Linked DNA regions of Mus musculus: region 2 is linked to region 1. A link is a contact called in public Hi-C data. All regions are on one chromosome and are shown on one strand. The core of a region is the stretch at or near the end of the contact, and the rest is flanking DNA. Distances in the headings are between cores, read along the strand shown. Region 1 holds the start of Gpc4 (glypican 4). Region 2 has its middle 53 kb from the start of Gpc4.

What was found. Hi-C and Micro-C count contacts between places; a contact is called where the count stands out from the background.
Region 2: a contact with region 1 is called in a Hi-C map of liver, with 2.9 times the contacts expected there. The contact joins the enhancer-like site here to the promoter of Gpc4 in region 1. A contact is called at or near these places in 3 of 39 promoter capture datasets (the 3T3-L1 cell line, liver and pre-B cells), 8 of 484 Hi-C or Micro-C datasets (the HL-1 cell line, Sertoli cells, embryonic stem cells and 2 more) and 5 of 115 datasets of contacts at active chromatin or transcription factors (embryonic fibroblasts and embryonic stem cells).

Annotation. Positions count from the first base shown.
Region 1 is chrX:52,163,162-52,167,133 of GRCm38.p6, reverse strand. Gpc4 (glypican 4) reads left to right here and starts at 2,211. Exons shown (of 9, transcript NM_008150.2): 1 at 2,211-2,518. The coding sequence starts at 2,359.
Region 2 is chrX:52,216,092-52,220,161 of GRCm38.p6, reverse strand. No RefSeq gene overlaps it. Among named protein-coding and RNA genes, the nearest start is that of Gpc4, 53 kb to the right of the region's middle. Within about 2 kb of position 2,546, at least 6 of the 459 cell types and tissues checked have an H3K27ac peak or open chromatin away from gene starts, as enhancers often do. A contact at or near this core is called in liver, where this site is marked.

The DNA of each region.
Region 1 (3,972 bases), core at 962-3,461:
TGCTAAGCGCTAGCAGTGCCAGGAGGACCTCATGGTTAGCAGTTTAAGGATTACCTGGATTATTTAAAAGTTCCTTGAATTCAATGGAGCTGAGTGTGCATAAATTAAATGTGTTGCCAGACATAAAAAATTTTAAGTCACAGCTGGGTGTGGTGGCGCAGGCCTTAAATATCAGCACTTGAGAGCCTGAGCCCAGTGGATGTCTGAGTTCAAGGCCAGCCTGGTCTACAGAGTTCCAGAACAGCCAGGGCTACAGGGAGGGAGAAAACTCTACCACAAACAAACAAACAAACAAACAGAAAAGAAATTGGAAGTCCTACTTACAGACAGGTCACAGTGTGTCTGTTCATGCTACTGCTCTGCAAGAGTTAATATATTGAAGAGGAGTCTGCAGTGGGCATTCAAAACACCCTCCACAGCTCCTCACCTCCAACCATGTCAGCACGGTTTCCAAAGAACAGTGGAGGAAGTCTCCACAAACCCTCTGAGGGCGATAATTGTAATGATGGTTCGTATCTTCACCCTATGTAATTTTATGGGAATTGAGAGTCTAGCCAAATAATAAGCTCCAGCCCTTTTCATCTGCCCAGTTCCCAGCACACTCCCGAAGTGTCTGAGGCACTTCTCACCCTGAGCTCTTAAAGCAGATTGTAACAATAACAACAGTAATGACAAGTTCACAATCTGCACGGTTCCCTTCATTAAAGGAGCCCTGGGAGCTTCAAAAACACTCATTAATGGAATCTGACAAAGCTTGGAAGGTGGGAAGACTCACCCATTCCCAGTTTTTCTTGTGACTAAATGTAGAACGGGAAGAATTGGAAATACTGGGCTGTCATTCCCTGCCACCACTAGAGTCTTTTCATTCAAGAGTCTTGGGACTTTGGACACATTGACCTTAGGTGAGTGCTAATTCTTAGCGTTTCTTTCTTTCTGTGGGGTGTCAATTCCTATACCCTACACAGGGCAGTGTGGGGCCAAAAGTTTTTCTGAGCAACCTTGATTTAGCTCCATCTCCTTGAGGTTCAGTGATTGTTTTCTGGTCAGTTTCAGAGTTTGTGTATATTTATTGCAGAACTTAGGGTGTGAGCGTGCGTTGAACAGTGTGTGGGGATGAAGCAGGTGAGAAGATGATTGCTAGAGTTAGGGGCTAGCTTGTGCTCTTGGGGGAACACTGTGATGGGTCAAGGGGGGCTAGGTGAGCCTCTCAGCCCAGCTGTGAGTTCCAGGTCCCCCGGCCCCCACCCCGCGTTGTTTGGATCAAAGCAATGCCAGTATGTGAGTGTGCCTTCCTTGCCCAGGTGTTGGTTAGAAGTGGCCCTGGATGCTGGGTAGAAGCAGCGAGGCTGGTATTGGGGCTGGAGGGCTAAGTGCTGCTCAGGCCCATGGGGATAGCCTGTCAAGTGGCTGTGGAGAAAGGCTTGTGGCTCAGACAGGGGCTCAAGGCCCCAAGATCCAGATCACCAGGATCTCTTGAGACTTGGCCCCTTAAGCGGGAAGAAACTGCCCTTTCCTCTCTTGCTGGGGGGGGGGGCGGGGGGCAGGTTCCCCGCCTCTGAAGAGGAGGGCAGGAGGGAGGAGCCCAGCAGGGCGTGTCGCAAGAGGGAGCGCCGCGCGCCCCGTGCGGGCCCCCTAGGAAGTGGATTTGGCCCGCTCCAGATCCAACCCAGCTTCCAGGTTTTCTCCCGGCCCGGCCCTGCGTGCTCCCGCCTGTCTCGGGCTCGCCCCCCCCCTCATGCCCGCCCCCTCCCTCCCTTAGGGCCGCCCCGCTTGGCCAAGTTTGCGGAGCCTCGCTGTGCGAGCCGGGCCAGTCAATCAGCGGCAGAGCTGAGAAGGGCACAGCCGTGCGGCCGAGGGCAGTGAGCTGAGCCGGGCTGGGTGAGCGGAGCAGCGCCGGGTGGCTGAAGCCCCGCGCCAGCGATCGCCCGCCGACGCCGCCCACACTCTGCTCTTCTGCGACGCCTGCCACCTTCCCTTCCTTCCCTGAGCCCCTCCGCCCCTGGCTAGCTGGCCCGGGTTCTCTAGCCTTCGGAGTCCCGAGGTCACGGATCCTCTCCCTAGTCCCTTGGGTCCCGCGCCCATTCCACGCCTTTTTCCTCGTACCGCACCCCGGCTGGGCGCCTGGCACCGGGGACCGTTGCCTGACTCGAGGCCCAGCTCCACTTTTCGCCCGCGTCTCCTCCTCCTGCCCTCCTCCTCCTCCTCCTCCTCCTCCTTCACTACCAACTTCAACTCCCCGGTTCTCGCTCCGCTCGTGAGTGTTCACTCCGCGCCTCTCCGCCCGCTCCGCAGCGCTGCTTTCCATCGGGTCTCATTCTGTCCCCTAAAGGTGGGAGCGCGTCCGTCAGGGTCCGCACCATGGCACGCTTAGGCTTGCTCGCGCTCCTCTGCACCCTGGCCGCGCTCAGCGCCTCGCTGCTGGCTGCGGAGCTCAAGTCGAAAAGTTGCTCGGAAGTGCGACGTCTCTACGTGTCCAAAGGCTTCAACAAGAATGATGCCCCCCTCTATGAGATCAACGGTAGGTGGGAATCCTGCACTCTCCCCATTACCGAGCGGTGGGCACCCCGGGAAAAGGGGCGCCCCCCCCCACGCCGCATCAGGTAGCCGAGAGGGAGAAACGGGCAGGCAGGAGAGCCAGCCCCGGCTTTGAGCGGGCACCGCGAGTGGAGGGGCGCCGCCGGTTTATTCAGTGCCACCCAGGTCCTTTGCTGCTGCCCCCCACCCCAGCCCTCTCACTCCCGGGAAGCCACTAGGGACTCTGGCCCTCAACGTGCGTGGCTTGGGCTCTCTCGCCTTTTCCGGGTTGAATTCTTTACTGGGTTCCCCGCTTTGTTGTGTGGGTGACGACGAGGCCGAGTGGGGGCGGGGTGGGGAACCTCCTGGAGTTTGCAGATTCCTAGGGGCGCAAAACGTGAGACTTGAATGAGCCGCTCATTGACGGTCTCCTAAAATTCCTCTCCCCGCCGCCTCTCTTCCACCGCTGACACGGTTTAGTTTTTAGGAGCTGCAAGGGCTTTAGAAGTCACCTTTAAAAAGCGAACTCTTCTTACTCCTTCAAATCCCGACTTTTGGGAAGTCTCCAGCTTTCCGGAAGGTGTTGGATAAAACGGGTATTTCCCTTCCTTTTCTCTTTTCTCACCTCATTTTAAGGGTTAATTGCACTTTCAATTACAGACCTTTGAAAGGACTGATTACAGGAAACCTAAATCTCAGTTTGGAGATGGTTATGCAAATGAAGATGGCTTTGCCTCTGAAAAAGTTCACCGGATTTCAGCGCTGGGGGGGTTGCGGGGGGTTGTGTATGGTATTTGGGGGAAGTCCTCCTAGAGCGCTGGGGAGGCTGCATCAGGTATGCCCTCCCCTCCTGCTCCCGAGGTCTCCAGGCCCGCTGGTGGCAGTGCCTGGGCTAGTCCTCCTTCCCTGTTGTACTAGATTTTTGAAGCCGCCAACTGTTGCGCACAGCCCTGCGGGCTGGCGGCCGAAACGGCACAGGTAGCTTGTTCACCCTGGAGACTCTGAAGGAGCTACGAATCTAACTGGCTTTTGGCCAGCTTAACCTAACGGAGGCGTTAGAGATTCGAGCCCCGAAGGCCAAATCTCCATTCCGAACCATTCATGGAAGTGTGCAGAGTGCGCCTTTGCCTCGCTGTACTGGTTGCCCGGGTGGGGCAGGCAGGGGGCCAGCAGCCAGCAAAGGAAATACTGTAATTTTAACCAGGCGCTTCCAAAAGCTTTAGAAGACTTGGGGGTCATCTTTTGGAAGGCTATTAATAACCTCGGAGATTAAGTGTGGTCATCAATTACATATAAACTACAAAAGTAATTGAGGGAAGTGGCTGGGTACTTTCAGAGTGTAATCGGGCTCCATCTAGAAATAGAACTGAAGAAATTGTTGGTAGTAGCCCAGGCGTCCACTGCACCTTGGCAGTTGTCAAGTAACTCACAGGCTACTGATGAAAGGCTGTTTGCCCT
Region 2 (4,070 bases), core at 1,297-3,796, 53 kb before region 1:
TACTGCTCTGGACAAAAAGAGTTAGAGTTAAGTACAATTACTTACATGCTGTTGTTTTAATCTTTTGCATGTTTTTTTTTGTTTTGTTTTGTTTTCTTGAGATGTACAGCCTTACATTTGACTCAGGACTCCCAGTAAACCAGTTGCTCTCTGTTCCTGTCCCAGCTCTGCTCACATTCATTCATATCCCAACACATAGATACTCGCACCCACATGCACTGCTCTCTTCTCCCTTCTATCTATGGCCCTTGCCATGCCAGGAAGTTTAGCAAACTCCAAGACATACCTGCTACTTGATCTAAGCTTTCTAGGTCATCTGACTTGGTGTCTTGTGTTTGCTGAGGTACATGAGGTCCTCTGCATCCTTGGCCTTACTCCTCACTGTGGTCTCAGCAGGGGAGGGCCTTAGTTTTTTTCCCCACTCACCTCATCCTTTTCCCATTTGGGAAATTGTTTCCTATGCCCAAGCCTTTTCAGTCTCACAGCTCGGCCTCCCACCCTGATTGGTTGGGACCCTGAGGTAGGCTCACTGGGCTTCACTCTCTTTTTGTTTGTTTGTTTATTTGTTTTTTGGGTTTTTCGAGACAGGGTTTCTCTGTGTGGCTGTCCTGGAACTCACTCTGTAGACCAGGCTCACCTTGAACTCAGAAATTTGCCTGCCTCTGCCTCCCAAGTGCTGGGTTTAAAGGCATGTGCCACCACTGCTCGGCTGGGCTTCACTCTTGACAGTGCCTTATATACACACATTGTCCTGTGTCTTGCCTCTTCATCACTATATCTTAGCATCCCAACTCAATGTAGCATGAAGTTTCATATCCCCTGATTAACAGTTGTCTATAGCCTGAGTTTGGTAACAGACCTCTTTTTATTGTTATTGAAAATAAAAATCAAATTCAAGCCTGTTAAGACAACTCTTGACCATTGTTCCAAAGAGGTGAAGATTATTAAAAATGATGACAAATACTCACAAGACTATTCCTTACTTCTAGTTACTTTTCAAGCTAAACATGATCACAAAATATTCATTTGATAATGGTTTGCCTAATTGACAGATTCGGTACATGCATAGGACTTATGTGAAGAGAAAACACCTCAAAAAAGTAGCTGAATGCATCTGCAATTTAGTTTTTTTTTGAAAATACAACTAAAGGACTGGAAAGAAAGATGGCTCAGTGCTTAAGAGTATATACACTGCTCTAGCAGAGGCCCTGGGTTTGGTTCCCAACACTCATATCAGACACTCACATTCACCAGTAACTCAGCTTCCAGAAATCCAGAATGCTCTTCTAGCCTCCTCATGTTCTCTCTCTCTCTCTCTCTCTCTCTCTTTCACACACACACACACACACACACACACACACATGCTCATACACATGCATATCTACCACCTACACTAGACTCCTCCTGCCTTAAAAATATTTATTTGTAATAGTATTATATTAGATACTAGAAGCAGCCATTGCAGGAAAACTAAAACTTGGCTGGGCTTCCTTACATGTATCTTCAGTTTAAGGCTGTTTTACTTGTTCTGGGCCTAATCTTATTTTTAGAATGTTAGAAAACATCATAGCCTCCTCTCTAGCCAGGATCTCTGTTTTGGCTTTGTTTTGTTTTGTTTTTGAGTCCAGGTTTCACTGTGTAGCCAAAGCCGACCTTGAACTGCTGATCCTCAGCCACCTGAGTTCTGAAATCACAGAAACGAGGCACCACACAGTTTCTACTGGTTTTATAAAACCCCAAGTGGCCAATTTGTTGCAGGGGCTTATGGATGCCTGGAGCACCCCTTTGGGTCTACCTAGACAATGTGGACATCGAGGAAAGAATTGGGTTTTGCAATGGGAGAGGTCCAGGCTGAGATAAGGTGCTTCTCCTCGGTTCAGAGGCTAAACAGTGTAAAATCAAACTCAGAACAAAGCTAAGACTAAAGACATCCAGGTTCAGGTTTCTGAGAGCCACAGAAAAGCAACTCAAGTTCAAAGAACAGGCATTTGGCTTGTTTTTTTCTTTCTTTTTTTCTATAAAGAGCTTATGATGAGAAAGTTAATTTCTGTGACTCATAAAAAGATTTCCAAAGCTACATAATGTTTCTATGCAATTATGTCAGAAGAAGTTGATGAGAAAATAAATAAGTCAATGCTTTCTACAAGTGTGTCCGTGTATATGAATGTGTGCTCTCTATGACCAAAGACCAGGAATAGTGTTAGTTGGCAAGGACAAAAGAAAGTTCATCGTCGTCAACAGCTAGGTCATCTCCATGTGCACCAGGACACCCAAATTTGACTTCATCTGTGATGGGTTGCTGGGTACATGACAAGTGTGTTTGTGAGGCTACCTAGGAAACAGCAGACCTTTCTTCAATTCATAGGCACCAAATTGGGCTGCTGGGAAATTATGAGCCTATGCTGTTTGGATGTTTCTGGGTGTGGAAAAACCAAGGGACTCTGCATCAGGAAGAACTAAAAACAGGCGGTGCCATCTGGGACCTCAAAGCACCGTGATAGAAAACAGAGGATCAGAAAGGAAGAATCAGGCACACGTCCAAGAAAGCCTCCAGTATTTACACACACTATTTGACTTGACTTCTACATGTTGCTACAGCATCACAGGGAAAAAATCCTTTCTGCAAACATGAGAAATGTGACCTCCAAAGATAATGTTAATTGTACATCTTGGTTCAAAGAACACTCTAATCGCCATGTCCCTAGCACTTTATTCCTGTAAATTGTTTCTGAAGCTGATGCCAATAGACAGTGACCCTGAGAGCTCTGGGGTGACCCCCCTCCACCCAGCAGAGGCATCCAGCCTGCTTCTAGTCTCTGCTGCTAATTGCCTAGGGATTCCTACAGGGAAAAGAAAAGGGACCCGAAGTTGGCCCAAGTTGCACCAGGAGCTGGGATCTGAGGAAGTCTAGCCAGGGAGAATGCAACTGGAGGAGGAAGCCTAGCTCGGTCCATTAAGAATTAAGTCCACAGATGGGCCAAAGGACAGGTTTGAAAGAGAACAGGCCTATAAACTCTCAGGGACTGCTGCCACACAGCTGCCTCAGCCTGGGCTCTTGGTTGCACTCATTACACTAGTAAACTTGTCCACATCAATGTCAGATATGAACCTCAAAATAAATAAACGAAAAAGATAACTATAATTTGTTTGATTAAGCAGTTTTTCAAGAAAATCCCAAAACTAAAATGAGGAGTAAACATTTTGCTCTGGAGACATCTTAATAACTGTTTACAATAATTAATAAGAAATATCAACTGAAACTTGATTATATTTAGAAACTTGAATGGTTACAATTTTTTAAAAAAATTATGTCTTTGATTTTTTATGTAATTACCCATGTCAAAATTCTCATGAGTTTGGTTTGCTCCCCTGTTGCTTTTCCTAGTCTTGGCCCCCTCAGTTCTCTTCAGACTCATCTCACACCACACACCACTTCTCTTTTTCTTCCCTAGTCACTAACTCAGGTACCTCCTGGACATCCAACTGAGTAGGCAGGGGCCTTGACTTCTTCTTGTTCTGTATAAGAATGGAACATTCTTCTGGCTTGTTACTATCATCCAAATGCCATACCAAGTGTACTGTAGACATTTTACTACATCCCAGTGAAGAACAAAGAGGAGATTCTATCCTCTAAATGCTAGTGGATATGACCCTAAAACATGAAGTGCTTCCTTTGCCCTTTGCACAGAAAATGTGCTGACCAAAGGTCCTTGCCTTCCACAGTCCCACTCATTGCCTTCATGAGGGACTTCTTTAGTGAAGGATCCAAGACTTTTTAATATTTATTTTATTATAATTAACGTGCATGCTTGTGTGCATGTGTGTGCATGCATATGTGCATGAGTGTGTGTGATATGTGTGGGCACATACCTGTAGAGGTCAGAAGACAATATTGTGGAATCAGTGTGTTCTTGAAATCAAACTCAGTTTGTCAGCTTTATGCAGCAAATGCTTTTACCCACTGAGCCATCTGGCTGGTCCAGGCCCAAGCTTCGACTTCCCAGAATGCTTTGCACTGAGAACACCTGAGTGATGATTCATAGAAGTGAGACTAGGATTCAGCCACCTAT